3 separate regions of the Mus musculus genome follow, and regions 1 and 2 are each linked to region 3. A link is a contact called in public Hi-C and promoter capture Hi-C data. All regions are on one chromosome and are shown on one strand. The core of a region is the stretch at or near the end of the contact, and the rest is flanking DNA. Distances in the headings are between cores, read along the strand shown.

Evidence for each region. Promoter capture Hi-C pulls out the DNA fragments that hold promoters and counts their contacts. A called contact is a pair of places that touch in the nucleus more often than the background predicts.
Region 1: a promoter capture Hi-C map of pre-B cells shows a contact between it and region 3, with 2.9 times the contacts expected there. The contact joins the promoter of Nupl1 here to the promoter of Msra in region 3. A contact is called at or near these places in 2 of 39 promoter capture datasets (liver and pre-B cells).
Region 2: a contact with region 3 is called in a Hi-C map of uterus, with 7 times the contacts expected there. The contact joins the promoter of Kctd9 here to the promoter of Msra in region 3.

What each region holds. Positions count from the first base shown.
Region 1 is chr14:60,248,122-60,253,016 of GRCm38.p6, reverse strand. Nupl1 (nucleoporin like 1) reads left to right here and starts at 1,538. Exons shown (of 15, transcript NM_170591.2): 1 at 1,538-1,854. The coding sequence starts at 1,748. Gm38641 (a long non-coding RNA gene) reads right to left here and starts at 1,543. Exons shown (of 3, transcript XR_874661.1): 1 at 1,464-1,543.
Region 2 is chr14:67,714,663-67,719,653 of GRCm38.p6, reverse strand. It overlaps Kctd9 (potassium channel tetramerisation domain containing 9), which reads right to left and starts at 3,556. Exons shown (of 12, transcript NM_001111028.1): 1 at 3,270-3,556. The coding sequence starts at 3,317. Cdca2 (cell division cycle associated 2) reads left to right here and starts at 4,044. Exons shown (of 15, transcript NM_001110162.1): 1 at 4,044-4,430; 2 at 4,649-4,712; 3 at 4,798-4,971. The coding sequence starts at 4,649.
Region 3 is chr14:64,439,377-64,443,833 of GRCm38.p6, reverse strand. Msra (methionine sulfoxide reductase A) reads left to right here and starts at 2,794. Exons shown (of 6, transcript NM_001253712.1): 1 at 2,794-3,124. The coding sequence starts at 2,989.

The DNA of each region.
Region 1 (4,895 bases), core at 289-2,788, 4.2 Mb after region 3:
GCTAATTTTATGTTGGTATTTTCAAGTTTTGGAGCCTTTCAATAAAAATCTGGGTTCCTCTTAGGTTTTTTGTTTTTGTTTTTTTTTTTCCAGTTAAAAGGAAAGTTTACTGGGACATTCATGCCACTACTGCACCAATAAAGATATCTTGCCAGGTTACTCCTTATTGTAGTTTGCATGGCTCATGGCTGACATGACATCATGTGCCAAACACACCTTTTGACGTCATCTAACTTTTGTGACCTGCCAAAGGGAAATGGCGAGGAACAGAGTTTTCATCACTATGAGTATTTGGGGGAGAGGACAGGGCTCTACAATGAATCTGGAGGGTGTTCCGGTTCAGCCAACTGCAGGTAGCAATGCTCAAGGTCAACACAAAACAAGTGCTGAATTGTGGGGGAGCTGTGAGAAAAGAAGTGCCAAGGATTTGTCATATAAAGGGCACTGAGGGCCAGACTCAGAGACCGTTGGGCTTTTGTTCGAATCACTACCATGGGGAGGATTGTGCTTTAGCATAAATCTGAGGGGTCTGATGATGGGATCAATTTCATCGAACAAAACTTGGCAGCTGGTCAACGCACTTGCAGGAATAGTATGCCAATTCCTGCCAGAGAATTAAAGAACCATGATATGATGGCAGTGTCCCCAGACCACCGCTAAGAAGCATTTCTTGGTGCCCACGTTGCTCCGGGTGCCCGTACATTCTAATTTACATCCCTCTGGGTTTTTTTTTTTTTTCAGATTTATTTATTTTATGTATGAGTGCACTGTAGCTGTCTTCAGACACACCAGAAGAGGACATCAGATCCCTTTACAGATGGTTGTGAGCCACCATGTGGTTGCTAGGAAATTGAACTCAGGATCTCTGGAAGAGCAGTCGGTGCTGAGCCAGCTCTCCAGCCAGATCGCTCATCCCTGTCCTTACACTTTCCAATTCGCAGTTCCTCTCGTAAATACCCCAAGTTATGGGAAAGCCACATAGCCAGGAAGCAGTCTTCAGGGAAGGTCCCCAAGAACGGCACCCATCCCATTCACCGTCCACTAGGATTTGGGGCACAGTGTCCTGACCTCAGACTCGGAGGCAGAGGAGCCTGGCAGTGTCACGCCGCCCCGCTGAACCCTCCGTGCAGGAAGCACAAGCGTGCAGTACCATGGGGTGCTGACCGGAAGCGTGTGCGACTTAAAACCCGTACATTTCTGGACCCTCAAAAGGTAGACACCCTCTTTTTTTCTCGGGTGCAGCGACACCCAAATGAAACTCAGACGTCCCCTTGGAGGAATGTGAGGTGACGACCAAGGTCTTCTCCAACTCTAGAACTCTACGCATGGCTTTTGACAGGAGGCCGGACCGAAGCCGCACTCCAGGGCCTTCATTCAGGAAGTAAAGCACGAAATCCCGCGAGACTCTCCGGGCACTTCAGGGGCTTAGCGCTTTAAGCGAGTAGGCGGGGCGCCCACCTTACCTCATCCGCCCGGCCTCACACGAGTACCGCTTCCACTCCGATCCCAGGGTTCCCTGCGCGGCGGGCGCGCTTCTAGTGCGTTCGGCGCGCGGGCGGTGTCGCGCATGCGTTCGCCTGTGGCTCCGCCCACTCCGCCCTCGCCTTGCCGCACCGCCGCTTGGGGTTGTTTCCCACCCGGTACCCGCTGGGCACCAGCTATGTGGCACGTCCCTCTTCGGCAGTGAAGGGACAGAAGCGTCCTAGGCCTCTCCACCCTAGCTGACGCCTTCGCGCCAAGGGCCGCCATGGCCACGGGGTTCTCCTTCGGGTCTGGGACCCTCGGCTCCACCACTGTGGCCCCCGGCGGGACCGGAGCGGGCAGCGGCTTCTCCTTCGGGACCGTCGCGTCTAGGTAATGGTGCCGCCTAGCAGGGGACCCTGGTGCTTCCCCGCGGAGGTCTGCACATCGAGGCCTGCCTTCAGGCTGCTAGGCTTCCCTACGAGCCGCGCAGTGGGCTGTGGACCCCTGCCGCCGAGGCTCTGCAGTCCCCGGTCGCGCCGCGACGACGCGGAGTGGGCCCGACTGCGGGAAGCGGCCTGGAGTCGCGGCTACGCCTACGCGACCCCTCGGGTTCAGGGATAGAATGAGTGTTGAATGAATGACAGCTTGTTGCTGGCTTTTAGGAACAGAAAAATAGGTAGGATGTAAGTTAAAAAAAATATCCCCGGGTGGTTTAGATTTCGGTTTTGAACGTTACGATGCATTGGATTTATGATTTTTTGTTTGTTTCAAGCCTTTGTGCCACAGGACCCCCTTCTGTCTTTTTAACATTTTTATGGCATGTATTGTATCATAGTTATTTTGTGCCCTATACAGATTAGCATAGCATCGCAAAGCATTTTGTGTTATAACCATCCACCACATGATCTTTTCCGTTCACTGCAAGCTTAAGTGGTATATTCTTCAGTTTGTGTAATAGATTCCGGTAGTGACAGATGAGTAGCTAGGGATTCCAAAAAGCTATTTCACTGAAAGCATTAATCACTCAGACTCGGCCTTTGGTAAAGAGTTGATCAAATGAGGAAATGTGTACTCGAAGGACAGGTATCTCCCGAGGCATAACAAGACCTATAGGCTTAATGTCTCAAAGAAAGCTCGCTCTCTCTCTCTCTCTCTCTCTCTCTCTCTCTCTCTTAACAGCCCCCGTTAGATACAGCAAATCCAAAATAACAGTACAATCAGACTGCCCCAGTTAAGTCCCATTTTTGCATATGCTTTCTTAATCTTCACTACCTATGTTGTCGAGACACAGGCGACGGTGTGCTCTGCTGTCTCTTTTAACTTTCACCTTGTTTTCTTGTGTCATCGATTAACTGGCTTTAGGTTTGTCGTTTTTAATGGTGTATCTTACTTAGTTCTTTTTTTTTTAAAGATTTTAATTATTTTTATTTAATGTGTGTGGGTGTTCTGCTTGCATCTGTGCATCATGGCTGTGCATTGCCCTTAAATACCAGAAGAGTCCGTCAGACACCCCCCCCCCCCAACCACCACCACTACCACACCACACCACACTGGAGTTAAGGCCCACTGTGAGCTACCAAGTTTTAAATTTAAAATGGAGGGATAGTTTGGGAAGTGGTGGTGCACGCCTTTAATCCCAACACTCTGGAAGCAGAGGCAGGCAGATTTCTGAGTTCCAAGCCAGCCTGGTCTACAAAGTGAGTTCCAGGACAGTCAGGGCTACACAGAGAAACCCTGTCTCGAAAAACAAAACAAGACAAAATATATAAATAGTATATATATTATATAAATATATATCATATATTTTATATATATAAAATGAAATAAAGTACTTTTAGTTTTAAGTCATGGGAGACTAACACAACAGAGTACTCCTGCCTTTACTCATCATTTGTAACTGCATTCTAGTTCTTTAAGAAGCTCCTTTGTCACTGTGACACTCTGCTTACTAGACATCGTCTGCTACTTGCCTTCCTATTGAAAGTATTCGTTTTAAGTGTTTAAATTGCAGCTTTCCCCTCTTGGGTTCCTAGGGTGTGCAGAAGACTGAATGACTCTTCTGGCTGACTGTGGGGTTGATAGTTCCTGGACCTAAGCAGCATGATATTCTGACCAGGACTGTGGTTGTCTTAATTTTAGCTAGCAATTGGTTGTTTTTTTAAATCGGAGCTATCTCTCCATCACCTTGCAGGTGGTTGGTGTGCTTGCCCATGCTCGCTTGAGTGCACGCGCTCTCTCGCTTGCTCTCTCTCTCATCTCTCTCTCTCTCTCTCTCTCTCTCTCTCTCTCTCTCTCGTGTGTGTGTGTGTGTGTGTGTGTGTGTGTGTGTGCGCGCGCGCCTGTGTATTTGGTAGACAAGCCTTCATCCCTGAGCCATGCCCAGCCTCTTTTTCAATGTTTTAAAACAAGTATTATGCTGCATTGAATGAAGGTCTTACAAGGTGGAAGTGCTGTCCTGTGGAACTGTACCCCATTGTTCCTTTCTACGTTTATTTCATGGCAGACTCAGAAGTCCAAGTTGACCTAGAACTCACTTGAAGCTTGGGTAGGCCTTGATTTGACAATCCCACTACTTAAGTAGCATATATTACAGACCTGTGCCACCAATTCTAGATGCCTTTTTCTTTTTTAATTTGAGACTGTCTCATTAAGTTGTCCAGGCAAACTTGAAATTTGTAATTTCCTGAATAACTGGGATTATAGGCATGCCACCGTACTTGTTGTGATTTTGGCTTTCAGAAGAAACAGAATTGGAAGTAATAAATACGTAACATGAGAAGTAAGAGTTCCCATTGTGTTTTATGTTCTATTAATTTTCCTATGTGATTTTTGAGGTATCAAATTCTTGAAACTTGTTGGTTATTTTTATAATCTTTCCCCCTATAGGTAGCAAACTTTGACCTCTAATGGTTGAGATGAACAGCTTTTTTTTTTTTTTTTGGTTGTTCGAGACAGGGTTTCTCTGTGTAGCCCTGGCTGTTCTGGAACTCACTTTGTAGACCAGGCTGGCCTCAAACTCAGAAATCCACCTGCCTCTGCTTCCCTAGTGCTGGGATTAAAGACGCCACAACTGCCCGGCTCCAGCTGTCCTTTATTTAGGTTTCCAGAAGCTATGTAAAGAGTTTCTTCTGTAAACATACAGTCTATTTTTTTTTTAAAAGATTTATTTATATTATATGTAAGTACACTGTAGCTGTCTTCAGAAACGCCAGAAGAGGGCGTCAGATCTCATTACAGATGGTTGTGAGCCACCATGTGGTTGCTGGGATTTGAACTCAGGACTTTTGGAAGAACAGTCAGTGCTCTTAACTGCTGAGCCATTCTCTAGCTCAACACACAGTCTTTACAGAGGACATGATACTTACTGTAGCAGTAAAGGAGCAGCAGTAACCTACCTAGAGTAACGTATGCATGTCTTTTTATGTGAGTCA
Region 2 (4,991 bases), core at 2,307-4,806, 3.3 Mb before region 3:
GGACTATTAAAGAGATTAAAGGAAACTGGAAGGCATATAGAGAAAAGATGAAAGACATAGCTGACCTTTCTGGAGCCAATATCAGCTCCCTCCTCCCCCATAATTCAAGCACATCAAATGTTTTGGGAGTATAATCTTCAAAAGCCCATCAGTAGAATGTTTCTGGGCTTGAGGTCAATCAATTGTATATTTATTTAATTGTAAACTGTGTGCCACCATCAGGAATGGTCTCCTAAATAATATGAGGACTTTTATTTACTCAGACTACAAACTGGCCAGCAAGAATCTTTTAAATATTTATCATTAAATTTAGTGAGATTCTGCTAAATATAAGATTTCCTTTAAACAATGAAGGTTTTCATTCTTTTCCATGGGTGTGTTTGACTGTGTGTAGGCACATGTGTGTGTTCGTGTGCATGAACCTGTGTGCACATTCATGTTGAAGCCCAAGGTTGATTTGAAGAGCCTTCTTCCATTGTTCTGTACCTTATTCACTGAGGCAGTTTCTCCACTCATCCCGGAGTTGCCAACATGGTCAGCATAGAGAGCAGCTTCTTCCTGGGACCCCTCATCTTTGCCTTCAGGGCCTGGGGTTACAGGTGGACTGCTGCATATATCTACCCAATATTTGCTTTTTAGGATCCCAACTCCGCTCCTCACACTTGCGGCCTATGCAGTACTATTAACCCCTGAGTCCTCTCCAGAATCCCAAAGGTTTTTAAAAACTAAGGCGAAGGAAAAAAAAAAAATCCAAGACCTTTGCCTGCATGTACAGGAAAAGACTTTTCATGTCTTGGTCATGGCCTGTCATGACGAGGATGACCTCAGCAGACCACGGGCTAATAGTTCAAAGAACAATATACCCGAAGGAAGAAGCTGATTATAGCAGTTATTAAGCAAAGACTTTTCTTAAAACATGCCATTCGTTGGCTTGTGAGATCCTTTTATTTTTTAACTTTACTGCTGATGCTAGGAAAAGCAGCAGCTTTGCCGCTTTCTCAGGGTTTACTGTGCTTGCATAATTAATACCGGCTTCAATCTGCAGTTTCTTTGAGGTTTTAAAGTCACTTAGCACTTAGTTGATGGCTAATTTAATTAAGACTCCCTGATGTAAACTTCTATACTTACAGGCTTCTTCTATACATTGTATGTCAACGAGAACCAACTGCTAAGTAAGCTGTTGGCTATCGACCTATTTACATCTGGAGACCTCTGTTGTGGAAGAAAACAAGACCAGCTTGACAAGTTCAGTAACTAGAGGCTCCCATGCTTTTCCAGATTAGAAAAGCCAAGTTGTTGTTGTTTTTTAAAATTATTTTGTTTTCAAATTAAAAAAAAAACCAACAACACACACACTCCTCCATAAAGCCCCAAGGGTCATCTTACACCTTCCACGGTATTCTCATTTCATTTAGAAAATATCAGCTCTTTCATCAACATTAAAAGCACGAATCAGTTACACAAATCAAAAGTGCATGTTGGTAACTTGATGTATGGTGATGAAATCTGTGCCTTTCTATATCACAGCCCATAGCCCAAAGGCCACAAAGCCAAGCATTCAAAAAACTTATTCTCCTGACTAGGGCATTAAAAATAGACACCAGGTAAGTAAAGAGACAAGCTAAATGATATATTCTACTTTAGAGACAGGAAACCAAACTATCTCAGAGTAGCACTGCATTTGGGAATATTTTAACGAGCGTCCATGTCATGTTTATGCCAGTCCTGATTAGATATAGGGACTATGCATACACTACATATCCACATACATAAATGCAGGTGGTATGTATTGTGATCTTTTCAAATAAAAGTCATTTTAGTATTATTTCCACCTTCTGAAAGGAGAGGAAACAGCCTTGCAACATGTTCTCTAGCTTAGGACATGGTGGGACATAGTTTTTTTAAAAATATTAAATGTTAATATTCTTCGGCTCAGTCCTATGATCATTGTAATGCATATGTGCCCATACTCATTTGAGAAGTACTTTCCCCAATCTTCGGAGATTCTCAACATTTTTTTACTAAGTAAATAAAATTAACCTGGAAACTCACAGACAAAACCAAAGTTTTTAAAAATTTAAATAATATACCCAGAGCAAGCCACTCAGTTTTACAGTGACAATAGCATACAGTGAACTCAGAAGAGATTTAGAGCAGAGCTGAGCACTTATGAGGAACTCTGATCACTTCGACTTCAGGGAGTCACACAAGAGTCGACACTGGTGAAAAGTGCTTATCAATACGACTGTTAACACTGGGCACACTAAATCTCTCAATAAAAACCGACACAGTCTACTAGCCAACTACAGCGTGGCCCAGGAACAGCTGATGATCAGAAGTGACAGCCTTTTTAGCCTGTATTTCTGAAGCACTGGCTGAGCTTATGTGGCTACTATTTTTGTGTGAATATCCAATCTTTAAGAAAATAAAATCGCAGAGCACAAACCCCACTGTGGATCAGATTTCCAGAATCTGTTTATTCAAAACTGCAGAGTGGTTGAAGGACATCGCTCCCCTACCCCTCATCACCCCCTTCCCCCGCACCACTTTAATGCCCTTGAATAGTTAGTTCTGCTATGTATACGCGGGGCAATCAGAGTATTCTGGTCAATTACAGAGTGGAGCCAATGTACCTTGAACTGAAACTTTAAAAGGGTTCATTACTTTTGAGACTTTAATCAGGCTTAGGTATGTGTGGGGCAGTCATTTAACCACACATTACTAGTCCGCCAGAAACAGCCAACATTTTCCAAAGAATAACTTTCAAGGGTGGGGCAAGAGGCAGCTGCAACATCGGAAAAATATTTAGCACCACGCCCTCCACAGAGGCCTAAATGCAGCTAAGGCTACTGTCAAATCAAGTCATTCCGAAGGTCTGCTGTCACTGTCCTCTAAGGAATCAAAAACAAGGCGGCACAGTAAAACATGTATAAAAGTTTGCACGGTGGCGGGGCAAGGGGCCCGGGGCACCTTGAGAGAGAAGGAAAGTGGTTCAGACCAGGTCCACATTCTGAGGATGTCACTCGACTGTCCCCTGGAGTTTTCTTCTCCCGACCTGGCCAGGGTCACCCGCCTCCATGATCACTGCCTCCTCCCCGGGCAGAGCATTACTCAGCACCGATAAGGACAGGAAGGCGCAGCGGGAAGGTGGGAGGGGACCTCGGCCAGCTGCTCAGGTGACAGTGGCGCCTCGGAGCCCCGCCGGCAGAGCAGCCCCGGGCTGTCGGAGGCTGCGGGGGTCCCCGGGTCGCGCCCCCGCTACCGCTTACCTTGCCGTTGCTCGGGCTGCCGTTCAAGAACAGCGTGACCCGCCGCATCGCGCCGCCCGCGCCGGGTCCTGAGGGAGCCGCCACCCTCGCTCCCGGCCCGCCACCCGCCGCGCTCCGCGCCCGCGAGACCCCTCCCGCCTCCCACCCGGACTCTCCGCCCTTCGCCACCTTCCTGGTCGGCCCCACACTCCTCACGCACGCACCCTCAGTCCCACACCCCGGGGTTGGCCGATCCTCCTTCCCACCCCGCCCCTAGGCTCCTCAGCCTGCTAGCGGCCCTTCCCCCCAACCGCGCCCAGACCGACGCTGAGCTGCGCCAATCAACACGCTGTACCGGCCAGTATTTAGCCAATCAGAGTCCGGCTGGGGGGTGGGCTCAGAGTAACACTAGACGGCGGTGGAAGGAAAGAGAGGCTGAGGGCTGGTTGACGGAATGGAGTATCAGCGAATCAGAGAAGAACCTACTGGGCAAAGGGCCGCTCTAAGCGTTACTGAGCAGGCGCACGTTGGAGTGTAGGAGTGCTCATTTGCATAAAGAGACTGGGTCTAAGGAAGAGGCGGGACGCCGAAGTCCCATAGACCAATCAGCTCCTCGCTAGGCTTTTGCCCCTTCTACTGTACCCACCCACCGAGGTAACGGTTGGTATCGGGATTGGCTAATAGGGTAAACTAGCCATCCGGCGGTTCTGTCTCGATTGGTCTAGTGATTCATTTTCGAAGTTTCCAGCAGCCAATCCAAGGTTTGGGGTGGCATTTGAAGTGTTGCTCCGCGGAACTCACTGGTAGACCCCAGGACACCTTTTTGCTGCAGCTCTGTCTCGCCAGGGTCATTTAGGGCTGGCCGTGTTTTTTCCGGGATCCACGGAGGTCTCCCTGCGCCGTTCGAAAGCACGAGGGTGAGGCCCGGAGGGAGCGGTACCCACGTCACACGTGGTCCACGGCTCGTGGGTATCCCTCCGCGGGGGCGTGGCCGCGGTTTGAATTTGCTGGCGGGCAAGTGAAGCTTGACCGCTTCGGCCGGACGTGGTGTGTCTGGTGTGCAGCGGCCGGCAGGAGGCCAGCCCGGCTCCCTTCCCCGGCCTCTGGTGCTCTCTGAAACGGAGCCTCCGCGACGCTTGTCGTAGTCGTCCGAGGGAACGCGCAGGGTCCTGGGCGGGAGAGGTAGGCCTGCTATCCGGCCGGGGTTCAGGGATGCAAAGCCCTGATAAATCAGTTCGGTCCGCTTTGTTTAGTCAATAGTACCTCCCGCCGTTTCTTTAATCAGAACGCCCCAGCCTGTGGTCCCCTGGTATTGATTGCCTTAGAGTTCTGTCACATTGTTTTTGGCTTATAGTGAGGTTATTTTTCACATTTTTTTCTCTAACTTCCTCATCTTTTAGATGGATGCGAGTTCACACGACAAGCCTCTCTCTGAATCCAAGGAGTGTGTCCTTAATAATTCTGGTATGTGGTGACCTGTTGCCCTCGTTAGATGGAAGATTTGAGTGTTTTGATGTATTAACACCCCCAATGTGCTGTCCGTTTTCAGAAAATGACGTTTTTAGATTGGGAACTGAACCGTTTGTGACTCCTCAGAAGCATGTAGCAGATGCGACTCCTAATCTTTGCACCCCTGATACCTTTAAGTCACCTTTGGACTTCACCACAGTAACCGTAGAGCAGTTGGGAATTACACCTGAAAGCTTTGTTAAGACCTCTTCCGGTAAGAGAAGTTCTTGGATT
Region 3 (4,457 bases), core at 1,545-4,044:
TTCCTACCATGATGATCAATGACTAAACCTCTGAAATTGTAAGCCAGTCCCAGTTAAAATTTTCCTTTATAAGAGTTGCCTCAGGCACGGTGTCTCTTGACAGTAATAGAAACCCTAACTAAGGTACCTCCACTTCCCAAATACTGGGGTTACAGACTTGCACCATCATGCTAGTTTTTCCTGTTGTTGTGTGGTTCATTTGATTGTATGCTTGTTGAGATCAGAATTCAACACTTGATATCATTTCTCCATTCCTTGGATGTACTGTATTTATTGTGTTTATTGTATTTGTTTGTTTGTTTGTTTGTTTTTGAGATAGGGCCTCCTGGCTTGGAGCTCACCAAGTAAGCTAACTAAATTGGCTGGGTAGTAAGCCTCAGAAATCTTCCTGTTTCTGCCTCCCCAGTGCTTAGGTTATGAGTGTTAGGTCCAAAGTGGCACCCCAAAATGGCAGTGTTGATGACTGTCCTACAGAAGGACTTCGGCAAGGTAAGCAGTAGGATTGTTACCAGGTCAACAAGCTTAAAGGCAGGTTTCTGTTTACTAGAAAATCAGATCTAATGAAGGTCCCGTTTGCCAGGAACCACCTTTAATCTTTTCCCAAAGTCAACTACCTCAGGCAAAGGCTCCTAGTTCCCAATCAACCCAGGTAACCCAGATAAGACAGCTTGTTGTCACATAACACCTGCTTTTCTGCTGGTTTGTTTGGCTCTCTGCCCTGTGCCAAGACACCTTGGTTAGTTTGCTTGCCAATAAACCCTTCATTCTACCCATGGCATGGTCCAGTTTATGCTGCACCCTTATCTATAGCGAGTGTGCTGCCACGCCCAGAATTTTTGTGTAGGTTCTGGGTCTAGACTGAGGCCCAGAAGAATGAGCATGACTGAGCTCTCTTTTTAGCTCACTCACTATCGAAGAAGAGCCAGGGTCCTGCTTAGTGGAAGACCGTTTTCTTCTAGAGTGACATCCTTAGGAGAAATAATCTACTTTCTTGAACCTGCTGTGTTCTGAGATTCTTTGTTGTTGCCCAAGAGAATGTGAACACCGTATCTTGAAGGATATAAATTGTTAGAACTTGCCAGAAGCCTGAGTGTAATTAGGATGTAATTACAGCACGTGACAGTAAATATGGAGGCTGGCTCAGAAGGAAGTTGTTGGAGTCTAAAGGAAAAGCAATGCTTAGTCCTGAAAATAGCATAATTATTTTCTCTCCTCAAAAAACAAATCTCAGAGGTTTGATATGGTAGCCACAGCTTTAATCCCAGGATTTAGGAGGCAGAGGCAGGTGGGTCTTTGAATTCCATGCCACGGCTACAGAGAGAGACTTTGTAATCAACAAACAAGCCAGGAAACAACTCAGCCAACACAGCTAGTTTGTTAAATAAGGTTAAACTTGTATGAAGGAAACTTTAAAGAAATTGAGATGCTTCTTTCTTTCAAAATGCTTGCATGAGTATAGTACAACCATTAGGATCATTGAAAACATTTAAACAGTGTACACAGAACCCTCAAAATGTTTAAAGTGGGGCCAGAGAGATGGCTCAGCAGGTAAAAGTGCCTGCCACCAAGCTTGGTGTTTTGAGTTGGATTTCTAGGACCACAAGGCAGGAAAGAAACTTTAGTAAGAGACCCACTACTCTGAATAATAAAACTCTAAACAATGCTTTTACTTTATTTTTTTAAACTCATTTCCCCTTGGTAGGTAAGTAGAAATGTGTGTGTGTGTGTGTGTGTATATATATATATATATATATATCTTACATACTAAATATTATGGACTGTGGTTCTGGGATACCTAACATTACACAAGCAGTTTCCCTTAACATTACAAATTCTTCCGTTACACAGTATTTAGTTACGAAGTTTTTCTTGCATGACCCTTGTTCTGTCAACCACAAAACAGAAAAAGCAAGTCACTGTGTGTCAAAGGGCAGTAAATTACAAGTACAATTTTTTTTAACACATTTTTTTTTAGTGACCAGGCCCTCTTCAAGCCTGGACGGGACATCTTGGATCTTGGGATGGTTTCAGGCAAGGCCTCGTAGAAAGAACCTGCTTGGCATAATGTCACAGCAAAAGCAAGCCACAAGTAAACTGTTGAGAACAAGTTGGCCCAGGAGACTTTTACATTATAAGACAAACACCTTAATCTGTTTAACGTTGTGTGTCTGGCAACATTCTATGCAGTACACTAATCCTAGTCCTTATATTACAGTCCCACATGAACACAAAGTGGTAACTAAACCCACGGAGAAGCTTAGCTTCAAAGCTTCAAATCCCTGTGGGCGCTAATCCTCAGTTCCTTCCTTCATGTGAGACTACCCGCCCATTTTGGCAGTGTGTAAATCAAAAATCTCATACAGGACCTCTGAAATCACTCATCTGGTCCTAGCCACCTAAAGATTAAGGCTAGAGATTCAGTTTAGGAATATTCTCTCATAATTTCTGAAGTCCGTCTGGTCCAACTTCACCATTAACTTCATTCACATAAAGCGTTTAACAATGTATTTGTGCCTACATTGTTTACTTTATGGGCTGTGAGATGCGCTGAAGAATGTATTTATACATTTATACACGTACACACACTATATGTTTATATTTCATGTTGAGTACTTGATCCTTTGTGGTGTTGAGAATTGTGCTTTGGTTTCACTTTGGATCGATGTGACTTATCAAGATGGTTCCGATAGAAATAGACAAATTTCCTAGCTGTCCATCTAGCCATCCTCTTATAGGTCTGCCTTTCTTCTAGCTCGCTGCCTTTTTATGCACACACATTGATTTCCCTTTTCTACTTTGTGGTTGAGTGAGTACATCGCACCCGGAACCCTGGCTGCGGAGGTGGAGAAACGGCAGCAACTCTGACCTCCCGCGGTGGCGCCCAGCCAGCATCAATTTTGGCCCGCGCGGCTTCACGTACTCTGGGAACTTTGTCCCTCAGAGACAGCCAGGCCTGGAGGTCTGCCCCGCGAGACGGACACGCCGCCCATGCTCTCCGCCTCTAGAAGGGCTCTCCAGCTCCTCTCTAGCGCCAACCCGGTACGGAGGATGGGCGACTCAGCTTCGAAAGTCATCTCCGCAGAGGAAGCCTTGCCGGGACGCACCGAGCCGATCCCTGTAACAGGTAAGGTGGCACGGCTGCTGAGCATGCGCGTGGAGCCTGCGCACAGCGCCCTCCCGGAAGAAGACGTGCGGGACCGCGGGTGGGTCCCAGGTCGGAGTCTACGCGTGCGCAAAGAAGCAGCGAATCCCCCCCTCCCCCCAGTTCTCCCGCCCCCCAGCCCGGGAAGGGCGGGAGCTCAGCTGGGCAGTCTCCTGCCTGCGTGCTTCTCTTTGTTTGAGTCTCGCTCTGAAAGACTTTAGCGTTGGGATCGACCCAGCCCGTTTGCTGGTCTGCAGCTCCGTATTTGGGGCTAGTGGAGTCTGGTGGGAGCCCAGCCTTAGTCTTCCTTTTCACCTAGGCCTCTAGGAGCGTCTAGCGGTGCCAGTTCATGGAAGCGCTGGAGGCAGACCTAACAACGCTGGGAACTTAGGTTTTGAAGTGTAATTTTCGGCCAGAGCTGGTTGCAAGAACCCTCCCCAGTTTGTAGTTATTTCAAGGGCATGCTGGGTTGTCTCCCCCGTTTGCAGAAACTCCACGTGCTATGGATGAAGCCTCTAAGAGGTGTCTGTGTGTGCTCCCTTAAGCCCCAGGCGCACGTGAGAAGATCAGCTGATTACCTGTGTGACTCAGTTTTCTCCTTGCACCACTTAGGACCTAGGAGTTGAAATCGGATTGTAGTTCTTGTTGACCTTTTACCTTGTCAGCCCTATTGTAATGTTTCTAACCCCCCACTCTTGGGAGTATTCGTTCCTGAAAGGTTCTCACTGTTCCCAGTACAGAATCCAAGTTCATGTGCTTTCCACTTGGAAAGGGACCTGAATATTTTAGAAAGAGTGGGGACAAAGAGAATGACTTATTTGGTAAGTTAGCAAAACCAGAAGAAGGTGGCCAGGTAAACTGTTTTTTTTTTTTTTTTTTTTCAGGCTCCATTTATCTTCAGGCAGAGAGGGTTGAGGAGAGGGGTTTAGGGCAGGAGCTGACAAATTATAGGCCTCTAGGTATCTTTCTAGTTTGGAGTTAGGCGTCATAAACCTGGAGGCCAGCGATCCGTTGACCTGACCCGTAATCACAAGGCTACTGGATACTTCTGTGGACAGTGGAAATATCTTATCTTGATCTCTTCAGACTTGAAAGGGGAGAGGAGAGGCTAGGAGATTTTGCTAAGCCATTAACCTTGTGCTACTCAGTTCAAACAAACATTCCTTGAGTGCAAAGTAGAAATACAGTTGAATACAACATGGAGTTTTTGACGCTGAGTTTCCTTTGAACCATAAATACAGTGAAAGCCACAGACACGTCCCAGGGGTTATCTGCAGCAGAGATGGAGGGAGACTTCTGATAGGTTACACAGCTG